2 separate regions of the Oryctolagus cuniculus genome follow, and region 2 is linked to region 1. A link is a contact called in public Micro-C data. All regions are on one chromosome and are shown on one strand. The core of a region is the stretch at or near the end of the contact, and the rest is flanking DNA. Distances in the headings are between cores, read along the strand shown. Region 1 holds the start of CREBZF (CREB/ATF bZIP transcription factor). Region 2 holds the start of PICALM (phosphatidylinositol binding clathrin assembly protein).

The links. Hi-C and Micro-C count contacts between places; a contact is called where the count stands out from the background.
Region 2: a Micro-C map of ear pinna shows a contact between it and region 1, with 4 times the contacts expected there. The contact joins the promoter of PICALM here to the promoter of CREBZF in region 1. A contact is called at or near these places in 2 of 6 Hi-C or Micro-C datasets (ear pinna and an unstated tissue).

What each region holds. Positions count from the first base shown.
Region 1 is chr1:76,750,270-76,755,444 of mOryCun1.1, reverse strand. CREBZF (CREB/ATF bZIP transcription factor) reads left to right here and starts at 2,725. Exons shown (of 6, transcript XR_011389776.1): 1 at 2,725-3,968; 2 at 4,179-4,256; 3 at 4,486-4,600. It also overlaps the pseudogene LOC100339694.
Region 2 is chr1:77,153,519-77,158,693 of mOryCun1.1, reverse strand. It overlaps PICALM (phosphatidylinositol binding clathrin assembly protein), which reads left to right and starts at 3,022. Exons shown (of 20, transcript XM_070076422.1): 1 at 3,022-3,657. The coding sequence starts at 3,528. LOC138843109 (a long non-coding RNA gene) reads right to left here and starts at 3,862. Exons shown (of 3, transcript XR_011389911.1): 1 at 3,741-3,862.

The DNA of each region.
Region 1 (5,175 bases), core at 1,476-3,975:
GGACGGCAGCCAACCCGGGAAGAACCAGCAGCAAACCCGGGGAGGGCCGAGCAGACGAAAGAACAACGCAGGGTCCTGTGTCGTTCCTCCATGAAGAGGGGGAGCGACAGGGAAGGGGTGACAGAGGCTATGATTGCGATGGGAGCTTTGGTTCCTGAGGCGGCCTGGGCGGAGGGTTCAGGCCCTTTGTGCCACATACCCCATTTGATTTCTATTTGTGTGAAATGGCTTTCCCTGGAATCAAGGCAGCCCCTGATAAAAATTCCTTCAGTGAAGCTTTGTTGATGAGGAATCAGGACCTTGCTCCCAATTCTGCCCAAACAGGCCTCTATCCTTTCTCTGGTAACGAAAATAAACAATGTGGTTGGCAATTTGATTGTGGCTCCAGGGACATTTGAAGTGCAAATTGAAGAAGTCTGACAGATCTTATAAAAAGGAAACAATGACTACAGGATACAATGTGGTTGACCTGGTGGTGATACTGAAGTTCCTGCTGACATTGGAAGCTGTTGCTGCCCTGGGGAACAAAGTTGTGGAAAGCACAGGATCCTTCAAAAGTTTTGACCATGCTGAGCAATGAAACTGGCTTTGAAATCAGTTTTTCTGATGCTACAGTGAAGATTCTCATTACAACAGTACCTCCCAATCTCCGAAAACTGGACCCAGAACTCCATTTGTATATCAAGATATTGCAGAGTGCCTTAGCATCCAACACGCCCTCTGGTTTGAGGAAAATGCTTCTCCGTCCATTGTTAAAGTTCTCACCAGACTGCTGAAGGACTTGAGGATTCGTTTTCCTGGCTTTGAGCCCCTCACGCCCTGGATCCTTGGTCTACTTGGGCACCATGCTGTGATGAATAACCCTACCAGACAGCCTTTGGCCCTAAATGTAGCCAACAGGCACTGCTTGCAGATTCTGGCTGCAGGACTGTTCCCTCCAGGTTCAGTAGATATCACTGATCACTGTGAGAGTGGCAACTTTAGGGTGCACACATTCGTGAGCCTGGAGCAGCAGGACATGGTGTGCTACACAGCTCGGACTCTGGTCCAAATCCTTTCACATGGGGCCTTTAGGGAGATCCTCAGCCAGGAGGGTGATGCCAGCTGTCTTGCTTCTGAAATATCTATTTGGGATGGAGTGATGTGACTGTTTCAGAAAAGACTTATGAGAAGCCACCAGGGAAGAATGAAGGAGACGAAGAGGAGAACACAGAAGAACCATCTCAGGGAGAGGAAGAGGAAAGCATGGAGACTCAGGAGTGACCTTCCCTTTCCTGCTCAACAGGAAGACTGGAGCCTCGGCTAGTTGCTCCGGCTTTATACAGTGGTGTTTCTGTGGCATAGGGGAGCCAGCAGGAAGGAAAACTAACTCTAGAAGGAAATACCATTCCACTGGGTTTTGGTATTGGCTTAGCCGCCAGAAGTGTCCCATTAATGACCTATGCCACCCATCCGTAATGAAGCAGGATACCAACATTTCTTCCTAGTACTTAGGATCCCCAACTCCTGAAAACCCCTCTGAATTGTTGTGAAGTTTTAGTGTCTCAGAAATTTTTTCTAATAAAAATGATTAAAGTAATTCCTAGTTTAAAAAAAACCAGTCCTATAAAAGCAGCTATTGTTGAGACTGCCACAATATTGACTCCCATAGAGACCTGTAAGAGCTATTAAGTAGATAAGTGATTAAAGAATTCATACACACCTTATTTATGAACAAAGTAAGGAAAGTTTGTTTTCTCTCTTTTTATTTGTACTACCAGGAAGCCTAATCTGTTTTTAGTTCAACTTGGGTAACTATGTAAGATATTGAATCCATACTACTTCAATATTAATCTTTTCCACCGCTGGAATTCTTTACCTGGTTATTTCATCTATGCTTTCATTGGTCTTATTTTTAAAGAAAACTTGAATTGCTTTGTTTCACTGGATTATAGCATAATTAAATACTGTTTCAAATCTCAAATCCCTTGAGGGGCCAGAGGAATAACACATGAAAAGACACATCCAGAATGTTCAAGATAACTGACCTCGTCTCTTCAAAAAGCCAATGTTAAGAAAAAGTAGAGTGTGGAGGGAACAGTTGTAGTTTGAGAAGTGGAAATGGAAAAAATAAATAAAACCCTAAAACAACCAAATGCAATAAGTGACTGCTTGAATCTGAGCTCGGAAGAAAGTATCTGCTAGAAAAGATTATTTTGAAACTGAGGACATCTGAATATGTCCCGAATATTAATAATATTAGTAAATGAATGGCACTCTTCTCAGGAATTGATACCTGCATTATGATTACGAAAGAGAATGTATTTTTAGAGATACGAAACGAATATGCAGGGTGGGGCGTTCTGTCTGCAATTTGGGAATGATTCAGCACCAACATAATTGCTTACGAACAGTTACATATAAGAAGAAAATGTTACTTGTAAAGTGCTGAAGTTTTGAGTCTGGGTATCGGGTAACATTGATTTCGGGGTGAAAATCTGGGTTTTATTTATTTATTTTGCCGCTGTTACTATGACATCACTAAATTACCAGAATTACTGCTACTCCAAAGCACCCTAAACTCTCGCGATATCACTGCTTGGTGGCGCGCGAAAGGCGGTGGGAGGGGCTGTTGGAGGAGGACCGACTTCCGTCCAGGCCGTTGTCTGGGTGGCGCGGCCGAGTCATCGCCGGGCCTCGCCGCTTCCATCTTCCGTTCCTGGCCCCCGCACCGGTGCGGGGGGTCCATCAGCCAAGCCAGGCGGCAGGCGACTGAAATTTACCTTCCATTTCATTTCGCCCGGCGCCCCGGCTGCCCGCGCTGGGGCCTGGGGCCTTTGGGGCCCGCGAGGCCCAGTCTGAGGGGCCGGGGCCTACGCTGGCCCGTCGCTGGGCCCCATGAGGCATAGCCTGACCAAGCTGCTGGCAGCGTCGGGCAGCGACTCCCCCACCCGCAGCGAGAGCCCGGCGCCGGCTGCGACCTGCTCGCTGCCCCCGGACGTGACTCGGGCGGCGGTGGCGGCAGCGTCGGCAGCGGCGGAGGAGGAGACGGCGGCGGCCGGATCTCCCGGCCGCCAGCAGCCGCACGGCGACGCTGACGAGCTGGAGGCCGGGCGGGGGAGCCGCGGCGGCCTGGCCGTCCGCGCGCCCTCCCCCGAGGAGATGGAGGAAGAAGCGATTGCCAGCGTCCCCGGGGAAGAGACCGAGGACATGGACTTTCTGTCAGGGCTGGAACTGGCGGATCTCCTGGACCCTCGGCAGCCGGACTGGCACCTGGAGCCCGGGCTCAGCTCGCCTGGGCCTCTCTCCTCGTCCGGCGGAGGCTCGGATAGCGGCGGCCTTTGGAGAGGGGACGACGACGACGAGGCCGCGGCCGCTGAGATGCAGCGCTTCTCCGACCTACTGCAGAGGCTGTTAAACGGTATCGGAGGCTGCAGCAGCAGCAGTGACAGTGGCGGCGGCGAAAAGAGGCGGAGAAAGTCCCCGGGAGGCGGAGGCGGCGGCGGCAGTGGTGGCGGCGGCGGCAACGACAACACCCAGGCGGCGACAAAGAGTCCCCGGAAGGCGGCGGCGGCCGCTGCCCGTCTAAATCGGCTGAAGAAGAAGGAGTACGTGATGGGGCTGGAGAGTCGAGTCCGCGGTCTGGCAGCCGAGAACCAGGAGCTGCGGGCCGAGAATCGGGAGCTGAGCAAACGCGTGCAGGCACTGCAGGAGGAGAGTCGCTACCTACGGGCCGTCTTGGCCAACGAGACTGGACTGGCTCGCTTGCTGAGCCGGCTGAGCGGCGTGGGACTGCGGCTGACCACCTCGCTCTTCAGAGACTCGCCCGCCGGTGACCACGACTACGCGTTGCCCGTGGGAAAGCAGCAGCAGGACGTGCTGGAAGAGGACGACTCAGCGGGAGGAGTGTGTCTTCATGTGGACAAGGATAAGGTGTCGGTGGAGTTCTGCTCGGCGTGCGCTCGGAAGGCGTCGTCGTCTCTTAAAATGTAGGGTCAAGTAATCTGCTCTTTATCCGCGTTTACCCCTTTCAACTCCCTTACTCCATGTAAAACACCTTAGTGGGACATCTTCACTGGACACATTTCAGAGGAGGAAAAAAAGTAATATTGAGTCTTTAAGTGTTTAGCTAAAAGCATGAATGTGACACTGTAACCAACTCCTAATGATAACCTGTGACTATTAAATCTCTCTGACAGTTTCTTTTTTAGGTGATTTCCTTCCTGCCAGGCTCCGTTGTAGGGGTTACAGAACAGTCGTTCCCGCCTCACAACCTGGTAAGGATCCATCTCTTCACGTAACGCTCATGCTCTGCTGCTTAGTCTACTTTAATGGGCAACATCTCAATTTGTGTGTGTGTGATCTTTTTGTTTTTTCTTTTTTGGAAGGTGGGAGGGGAATCTAATTTGGGCCCTGTCCACCCTGGAAACAGACTTGTGCTGGTCAATAATGTATTTAAGATGCTTCTTCTGGTTGAAATAGCTGTTAATGTGTCCCCTTGTTCAGACTTGCGTGTACCTAGCTCTTCTGTCCCCAGTGTGGACATGGCCTTGGATGACATCGGTTCCAACTGTACACTGAAACCTGCTTATAGAGATACAGTTTGGAGACAGTGAAACAGGTGAAGTTGAATGGAAGTTCCGAGTTGTACAAGGTGCAAATTGGAATTCCAATTTTAATGCAACTTTTCAGAGGTTGACAAATAAGTATTTGGGGCATGCACATATGTAATAGTTATTTTGCTGGAGATGACAGAAATCTTTTAAATATTCAAGAATGCCTTTTAGGTTTTCAGTAGAAGATACAGAAATTCAGCCTACTGAAAGTAACATTTTAATATCTCTCCATTAGAGAAGTTGGAAATTAACATGCATATAAGATTCCTTCCTGTGTTTTAGTTAACTGGGGAAAGACTAAGAATGGTTAATGAAATGTTTCCTTGAGGACCAGCACAGTGATTTACCCTATCACTGATCATGAATAAATTGTTGAAAACACTTACTTTATGTTGTATTACAATTTTAGGTTAAATTTATGTATGTATGATTAGATATTGAAGGTTGTGAAATGTGAATGAAAACATGTAAAGTGAGGCTTCACAAAGAATCTTTATATTTCAAGAGTATTTGTCCTATTTAAAAGTAATTTTTGAAACTGAGTGGTTCTGGCCACTTAAATGTCCTGGTTGATGCTACT
Region 2 (5,175 bases), core at 1,773-4,272, 400 kb before region 1:
GCTTTACAGTTAAATAAAATAAATATTTTAAAAAAGAAGAATTAAAACTTTAGCTATTTGTGGTTATGAGGGGTCTTCCAAAAGTTCATGGAAAATGTGTATTGAGAAACTATACAGGGGCCAGCGCTACGGCACAGTGGGATGATCTTCCACCTGCAGTGCTGTGATTCCATATGGGTGCTGATTCTTGTCCGTGCTGCCCCTCTTCCAATCAGGCTCTCTGCTATGGCCTGGGAAGGCAGTGAAGAATGGCCCAGATGCTTGGACTCCTGTACCCATGTGGGAGACCCAGAGGAGGCTCCTGGCTACTGGCTTCAGATTGGCACAACTCCAGCTGTTGCAGCCATTTGGGGAGTGAATCAGTGGAGGGAAGACCTTTCTGTCTCTCCCTCTCATGTCTGTAACTCAACCTCTCAAATAAATAAACAAAAAAATCTTTAAAAAAATCCAAAAAGATAAACTATACATGAATTTCAAAAACGTTTTGCACCAAAATAAACATTTTAAAATTTCATTTTCCATGAATTAAAAACAATTTTCTTTTTATTTATTTGAGAGTCAGAGACAAAGACAGCCCCCATTTACTGATTCATTCCCTCAATGCCTGCAGTAGCTAGGACTGGGCTGGGCCAGACTGAGGAGTTCCTGGAACTCAATCCTGCTCTCCCTGGTCTTGGGTAGCAGACCACTTGCACGACTACCTGCTCCTCTCAAAGTCTTCATTAGCAGGAAGCCAGAATTGGGAGCCAGAGCCAGGCTCTTCAATACGGCGCATAGTGTCATCTTCACTGCTAGGCCAACTGTCTGCCCCTCCCACTAATTTAAAAATTTTTTGTTGTATTTTTTGTTTTTATTTATTTGAAAAGCAGAGAGAAAGAAAGAGAAAGAGAGGGTGAGGGAGAGAGAGAGAGAGAGAGAGGAAAGAGGATCCTTCATCCACTGATTTACTTCTCAAATGCAGCAGGGACTGTGTCAGGCAGAAGCCAAGAGGCAGCAGTTCAATTCGTGTCTTCTATGTGGGTGGTAAGGACCCAAGTACTTCAGCCAGTAACCATTGCCTTCCAGGTGTGCATTAGCAGGAAGCTGGATTTGGGACCTGGGACTTGGATCCAGGCACTCTCACAGGTGGTATGGGTATTTCAAGTGTTGTCCTAACAGGGGAACCAAATGCTCCCTGCCTTCTCCCATGAACTTTTTGAGGTCCCCTTGTATACCATACTAATTTTAAAGTCCTATTGCAATTTATTAGGGCAGAGGCTCAGGCCCATCAGTAATTTATATAAGGAAACCTATATTAGAGTAGCAATGATGGCTGACACTATATGTTGAGAACTGGGTAATTCAAGTGCCAAATGGACATGGGGCAGCGAATTGGACACTAAACCACAGATGTACTGCAGATGTACTGATGAGTTACAGTTTTGTGATGAAGCCTGCTGATTTAAGACCTGTAAGCCAGCAAAAACCATGCTTGGTAAAAGCATGATGCTGCAGAATTTCACCAGTCGTTGTGGAGAGAAAATTGGGGAAGAGACATTGAGGAGGTGAGACAAAGGGAATGGGAGGAGACTACAAAATTCTCGATATGATACATAAAATGCTAGGTATCTATTAACTTTGCATGTTTTGAAAGAGTCACCAGATTGAAGCACAGGATTTTGGATTTGGCTGGCAGATGGTGTACACAGATTTTCAGAGTATGTTAGCATTCACTTGAAACTAGCAAGATTACATATGACTATCATGGTAACAACATTGACAGAGGTTTTTTTTTTTTTTTTTTGACAGGCAGAGTGGACAGTGAGAGAGAGACAGAGAGAGAAAGGTCTTCCTTTGCCGCTGGTTCACCCTCCAATGGCCGCCGCTGCAGCCGGCGCACCGCGCTGATCCTGGCAGGAGCCAGGAGCCAGGTGCTTTTCCTGGTCTCCCATGGGGTGCAGGGCCCAAGCACCTGGGCCATCCTCCACTGCACTCCCTGGCCATAGCAGAGAGCTGGCCTGGAAGAGGGGCAACCAGGACAGAATCCGGCGCCCCAACCGGGACTAGAACCCGGTGTGCCGGTGCCGCAAGGTGGAGGATTAGCCTATTGAGCCACGGCGCCGGCTCATTGACAGAGGTTTTAAAGTTTATACTTAACCCTGGGGTAAATGTGGGGCACTAGTAACATTTCCAAAGGCTTTGTTAATAGATCTGGATCTCACAGGACAGACTCTCAGGACACAATAGCTCCTCTAAAATGTCCACAGGGCAGTGTCAATGTCTTGCCATGGAAACCCGGCTGATCCAGTAAAAGATGCCAAAGGGAAGCAAGACTAAACCTGGGAAGATGGCAGGTAGTGCTGTCTGCACTCCTGGAATGAGACTTCTCCATTTACCATCTTGTCTCACTTCCTTGTATGGTCTGGACCTTTAATCACCCCATCAGTCAGCCTTGTAGGGTCAAGCTAATCGCTGTTGACATCATCCTACTACTTCCCTTTTCAAATTCCAGGGAAGCTATGTGTTTCCTGTCCTATTTGACACCCCAGAAGATGAATACTGGTCGGTTTGTATCTAAATTTAGACCGGCAGCAACGTTTTCAGGGTAGGGATAAACAAAACCAGGTGACATTTCCAAGCCTCTCAAGGAAGGCAGGGAGAAACCATTCTGGGAGAGCTTCAACACTTCCACAGCAGAGACAGGCCTGCTGGCAGGGTTTGGGAACTAGGCCGCCGGAGCTTCTCCTTTAAGTCGGGAGGACGGCTTTGGGGGCGTCTCCAAACGCACTCTCTCTGCCAGGGAAGCCCCAAGAGTCGGAACTCTAGACACCACCTTCCTCACGGGAAGCTGTGCAGGCAGCTGCACCTCCTCTTTGTCAAGCCGTTGGTTTCAATCACAGACAAGAGGACACCCTTAGGGTGGGGTGAGAGAGGGCAGAAGCCGGCCGCCCCACTCCACCCCCCTTCTGTGACCCCCCCAGCCCTGCGACCTGTTGGCAGGGAGCGTCACGTGACGCGCTGGGCCGCGCACTGCCCCCGGGCGGGCCTCCTGTTGCGCCCGCCGGGCGGGTTCCATCCCGTAACGCGCGGGCGCCGCCCCGCTCTTCCCTCGCTGAGCGAGGGAGGGCGGGCGTCGAAGAGGAAAGGGAAGGAAAAGGGGGCGGGAGAAGGGAGAAGGAGGGGCGGCGCCCGAGTCACGTGACCCGGGGGCAGCCCGGAAAGCTCCGAGGAGGAGCCTGGCGCCGCCATTTTCCTGCAGCTGCCTGTCCCTCTTGCCCGGCCCGGCTCCAGCTGACCAGGGGAGGGGTGGGCTGAGCTGAGGCGGGGGCACGGGAGCGCCCGACATCGTGTCCGACCCCGCGGCTGACACGAGCCGGTTCTCTTCGGGCTGAGTGGCAGCGCGCGGCCCTGAGCCCCGCCCCAGGCCGGCAGGCGGGGAAGGAGCCGGTGGGGGTAGGGGGTGCGGTGGGGGGTGGGGACCTCCGGCGTCTGGGGGTCCCGGTCCCCGCCGGCTGCCGAGCGGGAGGGGTGGCGGAGCAGCAGCAGAGATGTCTGGCCAGAGCCTGACGGACCGAATCACCGCCGCCCAGCACAGTGTCACCGGCTCCGCCGTATCCAAGACAGTATGCAAGGCCACGACCCACGAGATCATGGGGCCCAAGAAAAAGCACCTGGACTGTGAGTGAAGCCCACTGCGCCTCCCCTACCCCCACCCCCACCCCCGGCGCCACCCGCGTCCTTGTCTCCATCTCTTTCCTTACCCCCTTCAGCTGTCTCTCCCCTGCCTGCGTCGGAGTGGCACGGCCGCTCGTGTGCTCCCTGTGCTTCTATCACACCTGCCTTCATGGCCTGCGGCCGCCGGGTCTCTGTGACCGAGCCTCGGACTGGCCACTCCCCTCCCGCTTCCTAGGGGCCCCTCACCCCGCCGACTCGCCTTCCCCTCTGGCTCCAGCAGCCTTGTGCTCTTCGTCCCAGCCGTCCCGTGCCGCCCTGAGCGTCTCCCGGCTTGCTCCCGGTCTCGCCGGCTCATTGTTTCCCCATTAGCCGCCTTCAGGTTTCCGTAGACTCGCGTTTCAGTGGCCTCAGAGCCTCTTAGCCCGCAGCTTGTTCACGGCTGCCTCTGGAAGGGGTTCCCACTTCCTTTACTCCATTGGCTGCTTTTTCCTTCCCAGCTTTCTCTTCCACTTTCCGTCCCCCATTTGGGTTGCCTTTTTCTGCCTCTGTTGCTTTAGTTCAGTTCTTTCAACTCGTTGTGTTTTAATTATCACACGCAACGCCCGGACTTTCACCCTGGATTACCTTTTTTCGTGGAAGTGAAAGTGAAGTTGGAAGTTGGGAGTTTTTATTTGCCTCCGGTAGAATGTAATGGTTGTATTGTTCAGGCTCTTGACTGGGCTAGGTTGTGAATGTCAGCTTCCACCCCTCCTTAAAATGCGATGTGGAAAAGATTTTGCTGGTGCTAGTATCCATTCCTGAACTGTTAACCCTGGCGGTTTGAATTTAGAAGCTTGAGTGAGGTGTACACTGTTAGATTTCAAAATGGGTTAATACACTTACCCACGATGAATGTCTCTTTAGAAACGTTGGTAGAGAAGTGTTTGAGTGTGGAACGTTTTCATTTATGCCGATTGTCCTTTGAGGGCACTGGCTTCTGCGGCGTAGCCTCTCTCCATTCACTAACTTGCGTACCATTAATAGAGCGAACTCCTCCCAACTTTTTTCAAACCTGGAAGCCACCTAGAAGCCACCTCCTTTTTCATTGCGCTCTTTCCTCGGGGTATAAAGCTTAGTGGATTACTCAAGCTTTGAGTCAGTAGTCAGTCTGAAACGTTTCGGGGAAAAATAGGGAAATATTCACAGCAGCAAGTTCTCCTTTTTAAAAATGACTACTGGACACATTTGCCTGTGTTGACTTTCGTCGTACGTGGAAGTTACTTTGCTCTGCTGTTGAAGCAAGAGCGAGCATGTCCTGAAAGGGAATTCGCTGTCAGGAGTCCTGTTTTGATTTCTCATTTGGACTTTGGCCTTAAGGTTTGCACTTTAAAAAAAAAAAAAGTACAAAATGTGCATTCTTCCAAGATACTTTGCTCATGAATTGTTGTTAGGACAAGTTACTGCTATGGAAAAAAACACTTTATTTGTTGTGATTTGTTCCTCTGCTGTGGGGAAGTTTTTTAAAAAATTAATACTGTTGGG